2 separate regions of the Lactuca sativa genome follow, and region 2 is linked to region 1. A link is a contact called in public Hi-C data. All regions are on one chromosome and are shown on one strand. The core of a region is the stretch at or near the end of the contact, and the rest is flanking DNA. Distances in the headings are between cores, read along the strand shown. Region 1 holds the start of LOC111882878. Region 2 holds the start of LOC111914813 (exocyst complex component SEC6).

Region 1 (6,464 bases), core at 1,645-4,144:
AAGAATGGTGTAAAAAATAAGTGTAAAAATATGTTACTTATAGGTAAAAAATAAAAGTTTAAAAGAAAAAATTGTTCTTTTCCTCTTTTCCCCTTCATCGTTCTCCATCGTCCTCCAGAGCACGAGACTCAACAATCACAACCGACCACAATAACCCGGGGTGATGTGCACGGACTGCTATCATAATTGATTTAGGAGCCAAATTTGAGAATATGCAGTTAAATGAGATATACCTTGAATAAAGAATGTACTGCTCTATTATTTCCTATGAAAAATGGTGTACAAGTTTCTGTAATAACCAAATTGCTACCTACTTACTTAATTCTAAAACTACAAAAATACCCCCCGCCACGTCATCACAACAGCAGCTTTAATCAATTATATGCTCCAAATTTCTTTTTTTTCTTTTTTTGTCATAATAATTATCAGAGCAGGCATCCACCATATTTCACCCAAGAAACACACACATCACAAATTCAGGGCTCAAGCTACAGCTTGGACGGGTGGTGCGTCTGATCTGAAATCCCGACCACCACCGCCACGTCCCCGGCCACCACCTCTTCCCCGCCAAAGACCACGCCCACGCCCTGCAAAAAACATATATTCATGTCTTAATGGGTTAAACACTTAATATCTTGAAATTTGTTTTGGGAATGTAAGGGTAAAATGGTCATTTGGTCTCGTTCAAACCAAATAGACATCATTAAAAACCAGGTATACAGTGGCCCACTAGGTAGCTGACATATAAATCCTAGAAAGATGGTTTTGAGAAGTTACCACGTCCGGGAGGAGGCATTTGCCCGGATCCACCATAATCATTATAACCACCGAATTCTTGTGGTGGAGCACCGCCACGATAACCACCACCACCACCACCACGTCCACGGTAACCGCCACGACCTCTTCCTCGTCCCCGCCCTCTTCCACCAAAACCACGCCCGTCATCCCATCCACCACCATATCCTTGCCCATCTTCCCACCCACCATCTCCATTGTACTCGATCCCTCCATTGTTATAATTTCCTACAAAAAAGTACAATTCTATAAAATATGTGGGAACAGAAAATGTGTAAATTTTTAAGAAAAATAAAATAAAAATTATAGATATGATTATTTACCTCTACCTCTACCCCTTCCACGACCACGGCCTCTTCCACGCATGTTAGGTGAGCCATCTAACGCATTATGATAAATAATTAAATATGCAAAAGTTTATGAATTTTCTAGTAGAAAATTTTACTTAACAAAATGAAATATGTTATGAAAATAAAAAGTTTACCTCCTTCATGATCGTATTCTACTAATGGTTTCACTAGATCAGCTGGAATAGGTTGTTGATACCTGCAGTTAGGGCAAAAATGGAATTTCAAAAAACCACCTTGTTGACCAAAATTCATGCAAGGCCTTGTTTCTTTTTTCCATGTAGTCTTTTTCTAGATAAATGTTCGTTGGAGCGTAAGGGTAAAATAGTCATTTAACCTCGATGATTCACTTATTAAAAAAAACAACTTTTATGTTATCCGGACAAACATTATTTACCCATTCAGCCACTCTATCTATATGGGAAAAAAAATCCTATTAACTGATTATGGCATTATTTTTCATCACTATTAAAAGAAATAAAATGAGAAGAAAGTCTAGGGAAGTTTACCCGATGGATGATGTGTCAAGCTCTTTTCTTGACAAGGTAATCGTAATCACTGACACGTGGCGGGTAGTTTCAAGACTAAGTTCAAGAAAAAAAAAAGTTATTTCCACGTCATTATAACATCAAGAAAAAAAATTTTAAAAAAAATGTTCTTACAGGAGGAGGCCTTCTTCTAGTGGTTCCCACATATCTGTTATATCGGCAGAACCAATAGATGTAATTTGATGGAGACCAGCAATCCTTCTCTGAAACAACAAGTTTTTTTAATCAGAAAAAAAAATAATAAAGACGATATATAGGTATGGAAAGAATAAAAAATTTTATATGAATCACTAACTAATTTTACCTTAATTAATTCAGCTATCATAACAGTTTTGTTAATAGCTCTGCCCATTGCCTTGAGAGAAATCTCATCAGCTCCTTTCTCCTGTAAGATCATATCAAGTTCATCGTAAAACAAAAACTCCAGACATATCGACAGATGAAAGGGCTAATCGCGTTGAAAAAGAGACATACTTTATGCTTATTTATGTTTAAACTATTACTTTCTATATGGAGATAGTTTAAATCGAGAAGCAGGCCCACTGAGACAAAACATCAAACACATGGTATGCATCTCAAAAACGAAATCCACCAGGAACAAACCCAATTTATCGATTGCAAAAATTATAACGAAAGAAGGCCCCATTCCAATAACATGAGAGATTCATCCCAAAATTAAGAACAAGAACAAAAAAAGAAAAGAAAAGGATGCGAAAATAAAGACCTGGACGAGAGTGATGGCATAAGTAATGTAGTTCCGCATCCTCCCCTGAGTGGTTATACGAATCTCATTCTCATTAATCGGCGCATCAGTCCTTGGCTTCTCTACCCTCTGATACCGATCCATATCTACACACACATGTCAATAATCCAGATAATAATGAACATCCCAAATCGATGCAACATAAACCCAGAAAAGCTAAACATAAACATAAAAAAAAACTGGGAAAAGATGTGTAAGAAAGAAGGAGTACAGCTGATTGATTGTTGAGTGATAAAAATGAGACCCTGAAAAGCAGCAGCTTCTGCTCTGAAAAGTTTTATTGTGATTTGGCAATAGGAGTGGATAGCTGCTGATAGTAGAGAAGAGAAGTAATAATGTTTGTCGTTAAAGAAAGAGAAAAGAGTAGGGTTTTGTAAGTGTGGCGGTCGTATCGCCAATCAGACCGCCGTATTTATCTGATCTTATATTTTTCGCCTTTGAATTTTTGATGTCTATAAATCTTGGTTTCAACCGATAAAATCGAAACGTAGGATTCAGATCGGACCACATGGGATTCAACTAACCTGGTTTAGAATATATATGTAGTTTTTTAGGTTTTAGCCGAAAGTTTGTGTAAAAATTGTTTGTTGTAAATAGTTATAATCATTTTTAAAATTACATAAAAATAGTAAAAGTTATAAACTGAAAAACGTATTAAATTCCCAAAAATTATTCTAAATAGTTTTTGAGTTATTAGCTTTTTGTTCTAAAATAAATATTATGCCCATACTTTTAAAGAGTTTTTTTTTCTCTAATACATGATATTCTTTTTAAAAACTAAAAGCTCCTAAATACGTCCCTTTGAGTTTTGGTTTTAAAATTCTTTAACTTTGTCTTTTTGTTTCATGTTCAATACCTTAGAAATTTATATTTCTAGTTCGGTTCAGCATAAAATTGGAACCGAAATATATTTCTCAACTTTGAAACAATTTAGTTTTAGGCTTTTAACTTTGAAATATATATATACATATTTATCAAACTTCAAAAAAATGTCAAAAATATAACTTTAACTTTGTGGTAAAATAATAAAACATAAACTTTGAATAAAAATATTGGGGTTGAAATGACATACATTTATTATTACATTGTGAACTTCCATTTTAACAATATCATGTCTTAATTATGCCTTAATCGCCTTTTAATTTCAAATATTACATAATTAGTTAATAATCAATAAGCATTAACTAATTTCATCCCAATTATTATTTGACATAATGTTGTCGTTTTAGACATATTTCATCATTTCAATAAGTGTGTTAATTAACACTATTAGTATTAACCACATGTCTGAAGACGTTAGAAACACATTCGTCATGTCCAATGAAAGAAACACATTCATTCCAAAAGGAACCACCATTTTTAGTTAAAACCTTATCGTCAAAATTACATCAGTCTATGATATAATCCCATTAAATTATACTAATCCCCACAATTCAATTACAACCTCAAAATATGCACAAAATTAACCACCATAATCATAATATAACCCTAACTTTGAAATCGCCTCATCTTGGACCCGATAATTCAACAGCATGCAAATTCTCAGTGGAATCAAGAATCCAATCGGAATTAGGATGTGGTGCTAAATCCATTTCCTGTCTTAAAACTTCCACTTTCTGCCATTCATCCCATCTTTCAGCCAATCCATCACCTTCCAGCATTCTCACCACATCAGACATCTTAGGCCTCTCCATTGGAGACCCTTGTGTACACAGCAATGCCACCTGTATCAGTTGCTCCACTTCCGAATCCACATAATTCGATTCCAAATCCGGATCCACAAGCATTTCCACTTTCCTCTCTTTCAACAGCCCTTTCACCTGAAATCAATCCACAACGGGAACGGAATCACAATCAACAACGGAATGGAATAGTAAATACTAAATACTAAATACTAAATACTTACCCAATCAAGTAACATGACATCATCATCATTAGCAAGGCGAGCAAGGTCAAACGCCCTTTGACCTGTAATCAACTCCAAAAGCATGATTCCGTATCCAAAAACATCGGTTTTTTCGGACGATTTGCCCGTGGATAAATACTCAGGGGCAATATGGCCAATTGTGCCACGTACAGCTGTCGTGACATGTGTATCTTTATAATCCATTAATTTAGCTAAACCAAAATCACCAACAACCGCTTCAAACTCTTCATCCAATAAAATATTTGCAGCTTTAACATCGCGATGAATTATCTTCGGGTCACAATGATCATGCAAATAAGAAAGTCCACGGGCCGATCCTAATGCGATCCGTTTTCGGGTTCCCCAATCCAAGGGTGGCTCGTTTGGAGGCCGCTCTACAAATAAATAAATCAGTTATAATTTATATACAAAAGTCATGTGGCAAAAGTCTGAAAACCATAAAGTGTAGGAGCAAACATGGCAATATACAAAAGTTTAAGGATCAAATATGCCAAATATATGAAAGTCTTATGGTCAATGTCTAAAACCCGAAAATTTTAGGGACCAAACCTGCCAATATACAAAAAGATTGTGTGATCAAAGTATGAAACCCAAAAAATTGTAGGACCAAACATGGCAATATAGAAAAGTTAAGGGAACAAATATGCCAATATATGAAAGTCAAAAATTCTAGGGACTAAACCTACCAATACACAAACATAATGTGTGATCAAAGTATGAAACACACAAATTGTAAGGGCTAAACCTGCCAATATACAAGTGTTCCCTTTTCACTTGATGCAGAAAGAATGACTTAATAGAAGAAAAAGTAAGGAATGATAAATAATAAATAAATAATAATAATAATAATACCTCTCAAACATGATGCGACACTTCCATTAGCCATGTAGGGGTAAACAAGTAATCTTTCAGTTGGAGTCATACAAAAGCCCCTTAATCTAAGGAGATTTCGGTGTACAGCCATACTAATCATCTCAACTTCTGTTTGAAACTGGAGCTCGCCACCTGGCGTCCTCTCCTCTTTCAATCTTTTTACAGCAACGAGGGACCCGTCTGCTAATCGCCCTTTGTACACTTTTCCAAATCCGCCCCTACCCAATATGTTCTTATTGCTGAAACTATCCGTTGCCACTTGTAATTCTCTTAAAGAAAATCTTTTAAGTTGTCCTAAATGAACCTCTGGATCTTCTTCAGCTGTACACTCATGTTTTCAACTCAATTAATTCAATATCTTTAAAAAAAAAAAAAAAAAAAAAAAAAAACTTTTTTTGTTAATGACTAACCAGGCACATCAAAGAAAAATTCTTGAGGCTTTCGACGTCGCCACCATGCAAATGCAATAGCAGGGGCGGCAAACAGCAGTGCCGCCCCAGCCGCCACCCCTCCCGCTATAGCTCCGGTGGCACTATTTCCACCTGAAAATACACAACAATGGATTCTTACTTTCAAAACAATTGAATATAAAAAAAAAAAGATTATAGAAATATTTTGAGCTAATCACCTGGTAGAGAAATTGGTGGTGGCTCCACAAAAGGTGGAGGTGGTGAGAATGGTGGTGACCCCGGGCAGGGGTGCCCGGTGACCGGGCCACAAAGATCCAGGTTGTTAGCAAAACTAAGATTTGACAATTGACATTAATCTTGTATTAGTTATATTCTTGAAGGAAAAAAAAATGAAATAAGAATAAGATTATTTTATTAAGAAACCTGATTGGTGTAAATAGTGAAAAAGATCCATTGTCTGGAACTGATCCTGACAGACGATTATTTGATAAATCCCTAAAATGATAAATTAGAAAATCAGAAGAATATTTTTACTTAATGGAAAAAGTCAAAGAACACTTACAGAACTTGCAAAGATGTGATGTTAGTCAACTGCAATGGGATTGGACCGGTCAAACTGTTATTGTTGAGCCGGCTATCCTTACACAAGCATTAAAAAAAATTATTAATTTCTTTTTGGTCAAATGCAAGTCAAAGGATGAGGTAAGTCAACATACAGGAATCGCAACTTTGAAAGCTTCCCCAATGTGACAGGAATTGGCCCTGAAAAACTGTTGAGGTAAAGATCTAAGCTCACTAAAT
Region 2 (6,464 bases), core at 2,695-5,194, 290 kb after region 1:
TTAATCTGTTGTAAAAGATTTAAATTTTAAATACAAAATAAAAATAATGATTTTGTAATCTTTATCTTTATATAAAAAGGAATAACCTGTTCTGCATAATTTTCTGTTAGGGCTTCAATAGTGCTAGAAGCTAGCTCCATAGCAAGATCATAGCATCTCAAATTGTTGTTAATCTGTCATATCATGAAAATTAAAAAAAAAAATTAAAAATTAAAAATTAAAAATTAAAAAAGTTTAAATAAGTTGGAAAGTAGAAAATTGCAAACCATGGCACATATTGGTTCTAGACCAATTTCAGAAGCAGGTTCTTCCAATCTCTTTTTTTCAGCTGCTTGAAAATCAATCATCACCTAAAATTTAAAATTCAGTTTTCAATCAATCTAACATAATAAAATAAAATAAAAAAAATATCAACTTTTACTTCTAAAATGTTTTTTTTTTGGGTACCTGAATGATGGACAAAGAGATTCTGTATAACATAATTTCTGTACTATTTTCTCTAACAATTTGCACTTGTTCTCCAAGAATTCTAAATAAATCAACAGCAGCTGGAGTATAAAGTTTTCCCTCATCTGTTGATTTTGGAGGCTGGACTTTATCAGCTTCAAGAATATTCAAATACCATTTCTATAAACCAAACAATTAAAAAAAAAAGTATCAGGAATATCAAATTAAATAAAAAAAGATTTAAAATTTCCAACTTTACCCTTGTGGTTGCTTGCATTCTCTCAACATATGAATCCATAAGTGGATCCATTGCACCACTCTCTGAACAAACTTGAGCTAATGTCTCATCAACTCCAAGTGCAACTAAATTATCTTGATACTCAACCACCCATCCAGTTACCTATTTTTTTATTATTATTAAATAAAATGAATATTTAAATATTTCAAAACCTAAATTCATAAGAAAGAATAAAAAAAACACCTTTAAGATTTCAATATTTGTAATCTCATTAGCACGATCACTCAGTAGTCTTAGCCACTGAATAAACCTCTCTGTGTATAAATTCACCATCAGCTGGAATATTTCATATCTGCAAGAATAATACTTTAAATTATAAAATAGATAAAAAAAAAATAATGAATCTAAAATTTGAATAAAAAACCTTGGAGGAAAACAAGGAGCCACATGATCATATATATCTCCAAGCTCTTCCCCAATCTGAAAGTAATGTTGTAAATTGTTAATTGTAAATTTGTAATCCACATATTTAATTAAAATAATGTAAAAATAAAATGTGCATACCTTTTTTGCCTCTTCTATGGCACCTTTCAGGTTTTCAAAGACAAGCTGTTTCAAAAATATATATATACTGAAATCAAATTGATAATTAGCAATAATGTAATTTTATAGAATTAAGAGAGTATTTGATCAAGTACTTCTGATAAAAGTTTACTGAATCTTGTTTCAACAGCTTTTGTGATATGCTCATAACATTTATCCTTGTAACATTTCCCCTGTTTTGCCTTTTGAGCTGCAAGGTTTCTAGAAGATGCTAATGCATCTGTAGATTTTCTGCATATTTTTGTGATTAAATTATAACCCTAATTGAAGATTAGGTTAAAAATGTGTAAATTGTAAAAGTTAATTACATACTTTCCAGCTCTACGAGGATTTGCTACAGATGCCATTGCACCACCTCCTTCAGCCTCAGCTGCTTCTTCAGCCACTTGTTCATCAAGAATCTCTTGCATTTCAACAACCCTAAAAGTTTATATTTATAAAAAAGTTAATATGAAAGTTTTTAAAGAAGTTGATTGATATAAAGTTATAAACTTACCTCAAAGCACGTACAAGTGTTTGTGGGCTTTCTTTAGCAAGTTGGAAAAAGTTAGAAATATGTGACCATAAAGTCTGCTCAAATGTCTCCCAAGTTCTATCAACTTCTTCAAAATATTCTCTGAATTTTCATATCAAGAAAATGTTAAACCCTAAAAACTATTTATAAATTAAGGAGTTTGATTTTGAACTTTTGATCGGTTGATCCTGACCTTAGTCTTCCAACTTCCTCTTCATGAGTTGATGCAGCAGCTAATGCGAATCTCCTCTTTCCATCAAGAGATGTTAATCTCTGTAAAGATTCACATTTGAACAATCAAGATTCATAATTTTGGATACTTTGTTTACCATTATGCCCTTGTGTTACCTCATATGTGTTGATGAGCTCCTTATCATCACTTAAAGAATCATGTGCTGCTGCAGCTTCTGAAGAAATTGACATCATCCCCTCTACATCCTAATTGTAAATTTTATTGATTTATAAGAAAAGGAAAAGAAAGAATAAGAGAAACAAAATGATGAGCTGTTTTGGATGGATGCTTACCTTCAATGTTGTGTTTAGGTTATTTCGTGCATTGCTAAGAAGCTTAATCTGATCATGATTCTCAATTAATGTTTGGCATTCTTGACATAGCCTGAAAAAGTAAAACAATATAAATTGTAATCAGTCTTGAAGCCAAATTTTATACAAATTTTATAAAAGTGACTTCATGTGGAATCAAATGTTAAGTGTACCTCTCAATATTAACAAAATTTTGGCGGAGTTGATTTACATTCTTCTCAGATGAAGCAAGTGCTTTTAATCCAGCTTGTGCTTGTTCAACCTGTTCAGCAACCATAGTGCTAAGTTGTGCATCAGTAGCCTGAAATAAATGAAAGGAAAAGAAAAAAGTATGTGAGAGATAGTATACACAATAACAATTGAACATAAGACTAATTTGCTGAAGCATAAATCTTTAGCAACCAGTAAAATTACATTTGTATTTGACTGAAAGTAAAAAATAAAAGGTGAGTTTGATGCACTTTCTTTCTTCAAGTGATGAGTATAAATATTGGAAATTTACAGAAGAAAGCATTCAAATGAACCTGTTGGCGTGCAATGTAATCTGCCTTGATTGAAGAAATGGACAGCAGAAGTTCAGGAAGTGGCAAGAGCTTTGCAACCTCCCGAACTGCAGATTCCTTAGCTTCGATTCCTAGATCTTCGACCATCATCTTGCCTGTAATGATAAAGACATGGATCACTTCAGCATGTCTGTGTGAATTTAGGGCACATTTTGTACAAGGGAAATGGAATTGCAGCAGAGAATGGATATGTAGAGAAAGAGAATTGATTCACTGTTTGGGTACAACACAGACGAAAATTCAAGTGCAATCGATTCTAAAAAAACAAAATTCTTATTTGGATGCCAAAATCCACGAGTAAATAAAGAATGGAGCTTAATCGATGAGTTTTACTAACCTTAATCAGAGTGTATGCCAAAATCGCCTGTCGTGAACCAGAAATTGGTCTGCGTAGAAGCAGTAATCGCCAAAGACGGTGAGTATGAAGCAAAAATCGTTGATGGATCTCGAGGTGAGAGGAACAAGTTTCGCCGAGAGAGATGGAAGCAAGGTTCGAACGCAGAGCTTTTGTGAACGGATAGAGACGCTGCCTTCGAAAAACTAATGTCTTAAAAAAAAGGAAAATTCTAGAGATCTCTAGCGTACCCGATAAACTGGATCACGAAAGAAAGATAATCGTCTGTATTTTCTCTTGAATCCGGCAAAATTAAAGTTCATCAGATCCCTCTACAGTGTCTGATAAATTTACATTTACAGAGATTTAAAATCCGATTTTATTTTCAAAATTGGGGGACAATTGTAGTAGAGATTGCAATCGTTGGAGATTACCGATAACGACGAACTTACTTTTCGGAGGTGCATAAATATGAATTGCTACAGGATGTGATATTGAGACAGTGGTGGCGCCTCCTACGATGGTTGTGGCTGATGAGTTATACCGGCGACGAAGAAATTTCAGCTGCGTGTGCCGTGTGCGGTGGTCTGCGAATGTTCCAGACCGGCTGAAAGAAGCGAACGTAATAGCTGTCGTTCTTGTTGAGTTTTGACCGAGTTGATCACAACTAAACTCCCTTTTCGTCCGTTTTTACTTTTGTTTTCAATTTTCTAATTTTGTAACAAGCAATTTTACAAGGTAGAAAACAATATTCATCTTACATATGATGCGAATATGATGTGATAAAATATACAATCTATAATAGCGAAGTATTTATATTTTTGTGATTGATAGAAACTATCATTACATAATAACAGTATTTTTGTATTCCTTATTAATCATAGCATCGTATAAGAGCGGTGGAATAGTCCCGAGCATTGTTTGGATTAAATCGATAACTCATATTCTCAATACATAACAGATAATGTAGGAAGCTCCTCGGGACCTGAACTGCACCAAATAAAATGAGGAGGCGTGATGTCCCCCCCCCCCCCTGAATACCTAAAAGACGATCATCTTACCTTACTACACTGACAAACGCCCAAATAAAATGAGGAGGCATGATGTCCCCTCCCCTGAATACCCAAAAGACGACCATCTTACCTTACTACACTGACAAAAGGTGAGTCAGACACAACTTTCATATAGACATCCACCAACGACTATAAATACCAAGGTTGTAAAAAAACGTTCAACGTTAGCTAGTCAGTGGACTGAAGTTAAGGGATTAATCAGTTAGACGGAGATTAATCTGTGACCATAAATTGTTAATTCGTTAAATTTTTTTAAAAAATATATATATGTGACTAATATCACAACAAATATCATTAATATCATAATAAATGTAACACCTAGTTTCCGGAACGGATCGATTTAGGGCTTCAAGAAGTCAAATGCATGGTTTTTGGGTGGAACCAGGCGTCAGGACGTGACCATAGAGAAGTCACGACGTGACAAGTGATTAAATGAAAAATGTTGATTTAACTGAGCTCACGACATGGGATGCGCTGCAGCCCAAGCCCATGGTCTTTTAGGGTTTCCTTCATATTTAAACCTCGCAAACCTCATTTTAGGGTTCATTTGCAGCCTCCTTCATCCTCGAGCACATAAAAACCCTAATCCTAGCTTCTCCTTGTGATTCTTGAGCTTTTGGTGGTGTTTTGGTGGCTTGAAGAAGAAGAGATCACCACTGGAGCATAGATCCAGGTTGGAAGCTTCATTTGCATCTTCTAGCAACCTCTTTGGACCATTTGTGGGTAACCAAGATTCAAGCTTTAGGATTCATTGTTGCTAGATCTAAGGTTGTATGCATAATTATCCATGATTATAAGAGTTAGAGTGTGGGGACTCCATAAAGTTAGCAACTTTATGGGTCATTCGAGTCCCTTGGTGATTATATGTGATGGATCTGAAGTTTTGGTGATGTTTGAGCTCATACTTGAGTTTTGACCTTTTTTTCTTCATGAATGCCCTAATCTAAGCTCAAGTCTTGCATTGGACATGCAAGACCTTAAAGCATTGGTTTTATGGTCTTTCGGGCGTTAATAAGCCTTTTAGAGAAGATGGATTAGTAGCTTAATGGAATAAGGAGCTTATACATCAAAAATGTCATTCAGATAGATCTCACGACGTGAGGATATGTCTGTTACGTCATGAGGATCAAGGGGTCTCAATTATTTTTGTCCTTTAGTAGCTGACGATGTGAGCATTAGATATTTAGATGGTCACATTGTGAGGGGTAGTTGACAGTTAACTTTCGTTGACCATTGACTTTTTGACCATTTTGACTTTGGGTCAAACTTGAAGGATTTGGGTTGTTGATTAAGATTCGTTCATGTTTTGTTGCTAGAGGGCTCGTAGGAGCAAGCAATGCAGAAAGGGAAGTGTGTCACAGTGTTTTTGAGTTCTTCGTTTCAGTTGAGTTTTCCTCACTGTACCCGTGGGTCGAAGGCACCAATGTCGACCCACTAGTTTTGGTTATCATTTAGTAGAGGGATACCCTAGGGGCTACATTTAGCCACGTAGGATAGACTGAGAACTCTTGATCTAGGATTTCTTGCTTGTTCTTTATTTGGTTGTGGCTCTAGACTATGATCATTTGTTTGGGTGTCTGTCTCACATCTGGATAGATATGGCTATGCATTCCTTGGAGATTTGGTTATGTGTCCTTGTGTATAGGATGTTGTTGTGATGTAGTGGGTTGTTATATATATATATATATATATATATATATATATATATATATATATATATATATATATATATATATATATATCTTCGTGTGTTAGGATGCATCGGTAGTGGTATGTTGATTAGAGTACCAATAGGCTGGTTATCACCTAGTGGAATGTTATAGGGGTTGTATGTAGCCATGTAGGATAGCCTGAGAACTCTTGATCTAGGCTTTCTTACATGTTACTTGTTTGGTTGTGGTTTTAGAGTAGGATCATCTGTTCGGGTGGCTATCTCACATTGTTTCCTTATAGTTATGCATTCCATGGATAGTTGTCGGTAGTAGAGCAGTGTGTTGTGGAGGATCTAGTAGGAAGTAGTGAGTTGTATGATTGTTAGTTGCCTGTATTTATGTGCATACTTGATCTCTTGTTTGTTTATATGTCGACATATTGTAACGATTGAGATTGAGGCGGTCTTGTCATGTGTTGTAGGCCAAGAGACTAGGTG

The links. Hi-C and Micro-C count contacts between places; a contact is called where the count stands out from the background.
Region 2: a Hi-C map of seed shows a contact between it and region 1, with 8 times the contacts expected there. The contact joins the promoter of LOC111914813 here to the promoter of LOC111882878 in region 1. A contact is called at or near these places in 4 of 4 Hi-C or Micro-C datasets (bud, leaf and seed).

Annotation. Positions count from the first base shown.
Region 1 is chr6:176,822,639-176,829,102 of Lsat_Salinas_v11, forward strand. LOC111882878 reads right to left here and starts at 2,895. Exons shown (of 9, transcript XM_023879246.3): 1 at 2,665-2,895; 2 at 2,415-2,539; 3 at 1,995-2,075; 4 at 1,805-1,893; 5 at 1,652-1,726; 6 at 1,280-1,341; 7 at 1,119-1,175; 8 at 778-1,041; 9 at 235-587. The coding sequence starts at 2,537. The coding sequence ends at 484. It overlaps LOC111882876 (somatic embryogenesis receptor kinase 1), which reads right to left. Exons shown (of 11, transcript XM_023879245.3): 4 at 6,380-6,464; 5 at 6,226-6,297; 6 at 6,087-6,158; 7 at 5,882-5,994; 8 at 5,664-5,795; 9 at 5,233-5,574; 10 at 4,360-4,754; 11 at 3,788-4,273. The coding sequence ends at 3,959.
Region 2 is chr6:177,110,200-177,116,663 of Lsat_Salinas_v11, forward strand. LOC111914813 (exocyst complex component SEC6) reads right to left here and starts at 3,945. Exons shown (of 25, transcript XM_023910518.3): 1 at 3,695-3,945; 2 at 3,246-3,583; 3 at 2,870-3,003; 4 at 2,519-2,646; 5 at 2,328-2,418; 6 at 2,151-2,240; 7 at 1,996-2,075; 8 at 1,785-1,904; 9 at 1,601-1,708; 10 at 1,384-1,519; 11 at 1,250-1,294; 12 at 1,110-1,165; 13 at 929-1,037; 14 at 707-847; 4 more. The coding sequence starts at 2,998.